Linked DNA regions of Zea mays: region 2 is linked to region 1. A link is a contact called in public HiChIP or PLAC-seq data. All regions are on one chromosome and are shown on one strand. The core of a region is the stretch at or near the end of the contact, and the rest is flanking DNA. Distances in the headings are between cores, read along the strand shown.

Region 1 (3,681 bases), core at 456-2,955:
CCAATAGACTAATTTAGAGCCAGAGAAGTTCACGACGGATACATGAAAAAAGGTGATGGAGAGGATGGTTCCCTACAGTGGCGTATCCAGGATCTATGGCAAGGGGGGGCTAGAAGCTAACTATCTTTTTTTTCTCATATTCTTGCTCTTTTTTTCTTCACCTTCTTATTCCTTCATCTCCCTTTCCCCTCTTCTTCCTTCCTCTCCCTTCTTCTTTCTCCCTTCCTCTCTCTTTCTCCTCTTCTTTCTTCCTCTCCCTTACTCCCTCCTACTTGTAAGCTGTCGGCGCAGGGGGGCTGGAGCCCACCCAGCCCCCTCGTGGATCCGCCACTGGTTCCCTATTTTTATTCTAGTGTATCCCACGATAACTAGATTTTAGTCGTTTCAATTGACGTAGAGTAATAATAATTAAAAGTCGACTCCATCCCCGTTCGTAGGGGAATTCTCCGTTGAGAATCGAGCAACAGGTCCCTATGCCATCTTCTCTTCCCTCCCGTTCTATTTTAATTGATGTTCTAGCTGTTTTGGAGGGGAATAAAAAAACTGACGTTTCACACTTTTGAAGGATTTTGTGACCATGTTGCCCCTAATTACGCATGCACTTTCCCATGCATGCATACTTGGGAGCGCATATAGGGCTAGTTTGAGAGCCAGAAGGGATTAGAGGGGTTAAAATCTCCTTCTTATTTAAAATTGAATAAGAAAGGAATTATAGCTTCTTCAATCTCCTCTGGTTTTGTTGCTCCCAAACAAGCTCTTATAGCTGATAGTATTCCAGTTTAGGAGTACAGTACTACTACCTTCCTCGCCAGCTCCTAGCTAGCACTCTTCATACAACAAAACTCACCATACAATTCATCGTACCCCATTCCCATCAAATCTTGGCCGAACAGTCGCACATAAGAACTTAGGAATGTTATTCTTACTCCGGCATGATCGCAATGACTCATCTTGATCTGGAATAACGTAGTATCGCTCTGATTTTCTAGTAAGGAAGAACCATTTCTCATCAATAATGAAGATAGTGCCAAATAACGCCTTGAATCTTGGATTATTTGGTATGCTTTCAGGCCTCAAGCATGCATATCATCAACACACCATTACAGCCTAGCTTTGTTGTTTGCTTCAGTTAAGTGCGGCTTGATACTATCTGTATGGCTTTTAATAATACCTTGTTTTAGATATCTCAACAATCTGTACTGGCTCACATGTAAAATAGCACATACATTATCCTGAGTTGTTCTATCTTTTAGGGCTAGTTTGGCATCCCCATTTTTTCATGTGATTTTCAATTTCCCAAGAGAAAATGAACTAATTTCCCTTGGCAAAATGAAAAACCATTAAGAAAATGAAGTTCCCAAACTAGCACTTAGAGCAGCATTTTTCAACGCTTAACTAGCCCTTAAAGCAGCATTTTTCAATGCTTCTAAATCGAGAGGAACTGGTTTGCGGCCAACTGAAGTAGTACTGCACGCCATGCAAGTAACTTTACAGTGCGCTCCTAAACGTCGGTTAAAATGAAATTGGAGGGATTATTATCTGTCGTTTTCCAATAGGATCCATATATATGTGCCGACCCCACCTGGTGCCTTGTTTGTGCATGCCGTTGCACTCTGCAGATCGATCGCATCTGCCTAGCTGTGTTTGCCCGCGTGGACCTCGTGCAATTTCCTTAGCAATCGCTCAAGCTAGCAGCCACTATTCTGCAATCCGATCCGACCTCTGGTGTCTGGTCCCTTCAGTACCGCGCGCTAGCACGTGCATTATTCTGTCTCATCTATACCGCTAGCACACAACATCCCAAATTTTTTTTCACTCATAGCTTTTAAATGTAAACACATCGTCTTTTTCTGATAATCATAATTTGTACCCTCAAAATGAAGGGGTTCGTCAACATGACTAGAAGCCATCCTTTTCACCCTAGCTAGGTGTTATTAAGCCTAAAAATAACGGTGTTCTTGCTCCGGTACCAATTGATAAGATCTAGATGGCTAAAGCCTAAAAGGGATTGAATAGCCTATAGAAATTATTATAAACACTCAGATAGAAATAGACCCAAGGTTTGAATATGCAGAAGCATATACTCTAGTGCTAATTTACTTTAAGCTACCTCCTAATCACACTAGTAGCTAGTCAAGGGACTGTATATAGAAGTAGTCAAGCTAGGCACATATCTGCGTGCAATCGAGTCACAAAAATATGCACGTCGTAGCCTTTCGGCGGAACACAATCTTGTTATGACACCACGTTCACTGATCACTGTCCATCCATCGTCTGCTAGCCGATGGAAGACACTGCATGCTTTGCGTCACTCATTCTTCTAGAAGGCCATGAGAGCATCTTCTCGCTGGATGCTGTATGGTGTCGTGACGTGAGGATGTGTTTGGTTGCCGGCTTGCACCGTGTCTCCTGGTCCTACTCCTCTGTATATGCAGAGACGGAAACTCATTTGGTTGCTTCATTGGTCTTTCAAACAATCTCAAATAAAAAACCGTTACCTATATATTTTATATAAAAAGTTTATCTCTATGTAACTTTATATAAATATTTTTAGAGCACCTGTTTACATTTGGGCCCATTTGGCACAGCTCCAACTCCTGATTCTAAGCGAGAATTTGGAGGAGCCGTGCCAAACGGGTATTTTTTAAACTGATTCTCGTGTGGAGCCGAAAGATTGGAAGTCGTTTTTGTGAAGAAAGGTGGGATCTAAAAAAACCTGCTCCACACTCTCTTAAAACAGCTCCTCAACCAGCCAAATATGGATCTCCCCTTAAAGTTTGATCGAAATTACCCGCAATTGCCATTGGACAACAACATAACGAGCCAATTTATGGATTAAACATTTGAGACCATTTTATGCACTACTATGATGGGAATATTTTATATGTTATTGTTTCATAATTTTTTTCTGTATATGCATCCTACTTATTGGTTTGTAACAAAGTTGAACTGTAAAGAGTAAAACAGACAATCGTCACAGACCACCAACTCTCAGCAGACAAGAATCAGTTTACTTGCCAAACGGTTTTAAAAATAATTCTGATTCTCTAGGAGAATCAGGAGGATCAGGATCTGGAGCTAAAGAAGCTGGAGCTGAAGCTTTGCTAAAGAATCGATTCCCTAGGGGTGATTGTTTTTTTTACCAACGAGGCAATAATGACTCCTAGAAATGTGAGGTGATGGGAAACATCAACCACCGTATCCAATAAATAGATACTACTAGCGGTCCAGAAAATAGAGAGCAACTATAGAAGTGATTTATCACACTAGCTAGCAACCTATCAAAAACAATTATTGGGAGTGGATCTGTCTTTCAAACCGTCTCTAGAGGCAACTGAAATGACAACTGCTTTTAAAATATCACGTCACTAACAAATCTTTTTTTACGTAGTAGTGTGAAACGTGCCAACAAGAAATTGAAGATTCTTTTGTATTTTTTTATTTTGAATCTTTTTCTAATTTTTTTAGGTTAGGATCTTTGGCCTAGCTAAGGGTCGACATAATAGGTCATGGCTCCGAGATATTACCCAGCCGCCACCATAGACGGTGGTATGGCACAAGACCTTAGCATCATAAGCCATGGCGCTGAGGTCAACACCAAGATCTATGCGCGTGGTCTCCACGCCATAGATCTTGGTGCCAAGGTCTTATCACCCTGGCCGAGCCTTCTCCTTTCCTCTG
Region 2 (3,231 bases), core at 113-2,612, 110 kb before region 1:
TGTTATGTATATGGCAGATCAGAATATTTAGAAGACTACCCTAAGAAAGGATTTAATATACTGAAGACTATATGAAGGGTGATTGATTCGAGCTAGAAAAGACAATTGCCTTTTCCCACCCAATCTCCCAAAGCAGTCGCTTTTTCTCCTCTGTTCGCTGCTTTCACGCAGAAAACCACACAATGATCAATGATGTATCGATTGGGCCCAGAGAGAAGGTAGGACTAAGAAGGTTTGTTTAGCCCACCAACCCCTCCTCGAGGTTTGACATTGACACCCATATTATTCCTAGCCAGGTGCTTGCGGTTGCCCTTTTTTTTGGTCAACATTTTGCTACCGCACATGTCGTTGGCTTGTAATGCTAGTAGAAGTTTGTAAAAAAAGCTTTGGATGGTCAAGAAACATGCGGTTTGACTTTCTCAAGCTCATAGTCACAGGTGCGATGGTTGGACTAGAATACTTGTTATTCCTTTTTGGAGTAGTTAATAGCTATGATAAAATCCAAGTTCCGCTCACAAGTGCTTCAAATCTCGCGGTAACTTTCATATACCCTCTGCAGTGGAATTTCCTGCCGTTATGAAAGCAACCCGTAAGGCCGGCATGATAGTGATGGAGAAAATTTTAAAAATCCCTCTGCATCACCCACCAAGAACTAGTTCCCTTCATTCATTAACAAAAAACCCCCCTTTCCCTCGGGATTATTAAAAATGAGAATTGCTGACATTAACAAGAGTAGCAATTCACCACCTAGAAGTCGTCAAACACGAGGAGAAACTATACAGGAGACATAAGAGATGACGATTGATCTGGTTTATGGCAGGCAACGCGCGCATGACGCACCTTGGCAAACCCCTCGGAGGTGCCGGTCTGCGTGCCGAAGAAGACGGTGACCTTTTTCCTGCCGTCGTCGGCCGGCTTCTCCTCCTCGGCGGCCTTACCGCCTCTCGCCTTGGCCTGCGTGGCCTCCGCGGCCGCGACGGCGGCCTCCCGCTTCCGCTTCTTCCCGGCGGCGGCGCGCCTCCAGAGCACGAAGAGCGCGGCGCCGAGCACCGCGGCGGCGAGCGTGGCGACGAGCGCCCGGCCCTCGGCGCCGTCCCCGCCCAGCTCGGGCGGCACCCGGCCGCGCAGCAGCGCGGCCACCAGCTCCATCGCCCCCGACGTCGCCGAGTCCATCGTTTACGTCACTCGGCGTCGGCGACCGAGGGGTTGGTTTGGTTTGGTGGCGGGCGGTGGTGGTAGGTGAGGCGTTGGGCGACGGCACGGGAAGGCCCGAAGGAAGAAGGCCAGGGCAATGAATGAATGAATGCTGGACGCGGCAACGGCAAATGGGCACTGTCCTGTACCACGTAATTACAACAGCTGATGCAACGCTGCTGCCGGCGAGGCGTGGGAGGTGCGGGGGCTTAAATAGGTGGCCGGGCGGTGGCCGGCGGGGTTGGCCCGGCACGGTCAAACCACCTACCCACTGCGCCGTAGAGCCAGAGGAGGCTTCGCTGCAACTGGGAGGCGGGGCGGGCGGGGGTTCTGCTGCGTGGACCCGGCGCAGTGGTGTGGCCGTGTGGGGGACTGGGGGTGAGGGTCCCGGTCCGTGGGGCCGTGGGGGTAGGTTTGGGAGACTGAGGAGAAGCGTGGCCGCTCGGTGGCGTCGCGTTGGTGCGGGAAGTGGGCCCGCGTGTCTGGAATCTGGAACTGGAATGCAAGCATGTGTTTCGTGTTGCGACGTGGTCAGCGTGAGCCGACGGTAACGGCGTTACGCGGACAGGCGTGCCAGAAGCGCAGCGATGATGTCGAAATCGCAAATACTTTGCGGCAGAAAAAAAGGGCACTACTCTCTTGTAAAAAATACTGCAGCTTTTGTTGAACCAAGTAATTTTAAATTCAATTAAAACTAAAGAAATTACAAAAATACATTGCGGTCATAGTTAAATTAATTATAAATTATACCTTTATATTAAATATTTTTGAGACATAATGTTGGTGTATTTTATATAAATCTAGTCAAGTTGAAGAGAAAAATGATTTGCTTTGCATCTAGAATTGCTCTATTTTGTGATAGAGCATTCGGTTCATCATTTCTAGTGCTACTGGACAACTACATTCATGTTTGAGTATTTTAAAAGGATAAGAAATAGTATCCTTTTGTCTAGTGGTGGATTTCATAAAAAAATATACTTTCTCTGTCTCACACTAAAATTTGTTTTAGTCTTCTAATGGGTTCTTACAAGAATTGGTGTATGTGTTTTGAATATATGTCTAGATTCATCATCGTTCATTTTAATATAGACATAAAAACCGAGAACTAAATCAAATACTAATTTGGGACGAAGAAAGTATAAAATAGGCTGCTACAACAACATGAGTCCACTAGACCTCCACATAGAACAAATATAGCAATGAGTAGTCTTCTATCAAACATCGATGAACGGTTAAAAATGTAAAATACATCATAAACAATGAAGGACGTAGTTTCTCCCTATTTCATACCGAAATGCAAAATAACATAAAGCAACTCTAAGAGATTAGCTAAATTTACCGATTTAGCTGCATTTTAAAATAGATTTCACAGAAAAGGTACACTAATCCAACAGACTATTTAATTCAAAACCATGTATGACGAGTTAAGAAGGCTATCCAAAAATATAGAGCGAATATGTTGAGATAGAGAGCTACTAAATTCGAAGAGTCATTTAAAAATCTTCTAATAATAGCCAAATTTAGCTTTACAAAATGATCTAGCTAGCCTATTGAGGTAGCTCATAGACGACACATGATGATGACATCTATTGTTGATCCCAAGAAAGAATCTAAGTAAATAGACATAATTAATTAGTCAAACAAATATGGACTTTAGATTTAAAATTTAGAAGAGAATAGCATGCACCACTATTTTTAGGCAATAACACACGGTGTTCTTCATATCTTGAACCATTTTTTATTTTTTATTATCGATGTTTCTAAATAGCTCTTTCTCATTGTAACGTATCATCAAGTTATTGATCCATTCACCACTAATTTTACTATCATCTCAACAAAAGTTGTTGTCACAGGAAGTATCAATGTTAGCTCAATAAGACAATAAATTGACAATAAGATATGTCCATATTAGTCTTAACAATAATTTCAACAACTTTTACAAGTTCAATATATCCAAAAAAAACTTGACAAGTTGATTTTTAGCAAACCATGAAATTGGTGATTGATGATTAATATGACCATTTAGGCTATTGTTAT

What was found. HiChIP or PLAC-seq counts read pairs in DNA pulled down with a chosen protein or histone mark.
Region 2: a contact with region 1 is called in an H3K4me3 HiChIP or PLAC-seq map of leaf, with 4 times the contacts expected there. The contact joins the promoter of LOC100216882 here to the enhancer-like site in region 1. A contact is called at or near these places in 6 of 25 Hi-C or Micro-C datasets (bundle sheath, ear, endosperm and 2 more) and 1 of 3 datasets of contacts at active chromatin or transcription factors (leaf).

What each region holds. Positions count from the first base shown.
Region 1 is chr4:74,328,240-74,331,920 of Zm-B73-REFERENCE-NAM-5.0, reverse strand. No RefSeq gene overlaps it. Among protein-coding and RNA genes, the nearest start is that of LOC100216882, 110 kb to the left of the region's middle. Within about 2 kb of position 1,705, at least 15 of the 20 cell types and tissues checked have an H3K27ac peak or open chromatin away from gene starts, as enhancers often do. A contact at or near this core is called in bundle sheath, endosperm, leaf and 1 more, where this site is marked.
Region 2 is chr4:74,442,298-74,445,528 of Zm-B73-REFERENCE-NAM-5.0, reverse strand. LOC100216882 (NADPH--cytochrome P450 reductase) reads right to left here and starts at 1,362. Exons shown (of 17, transcript NM_001359515.1): 1 at 841-1,362. The coding sequence starts at 1,173.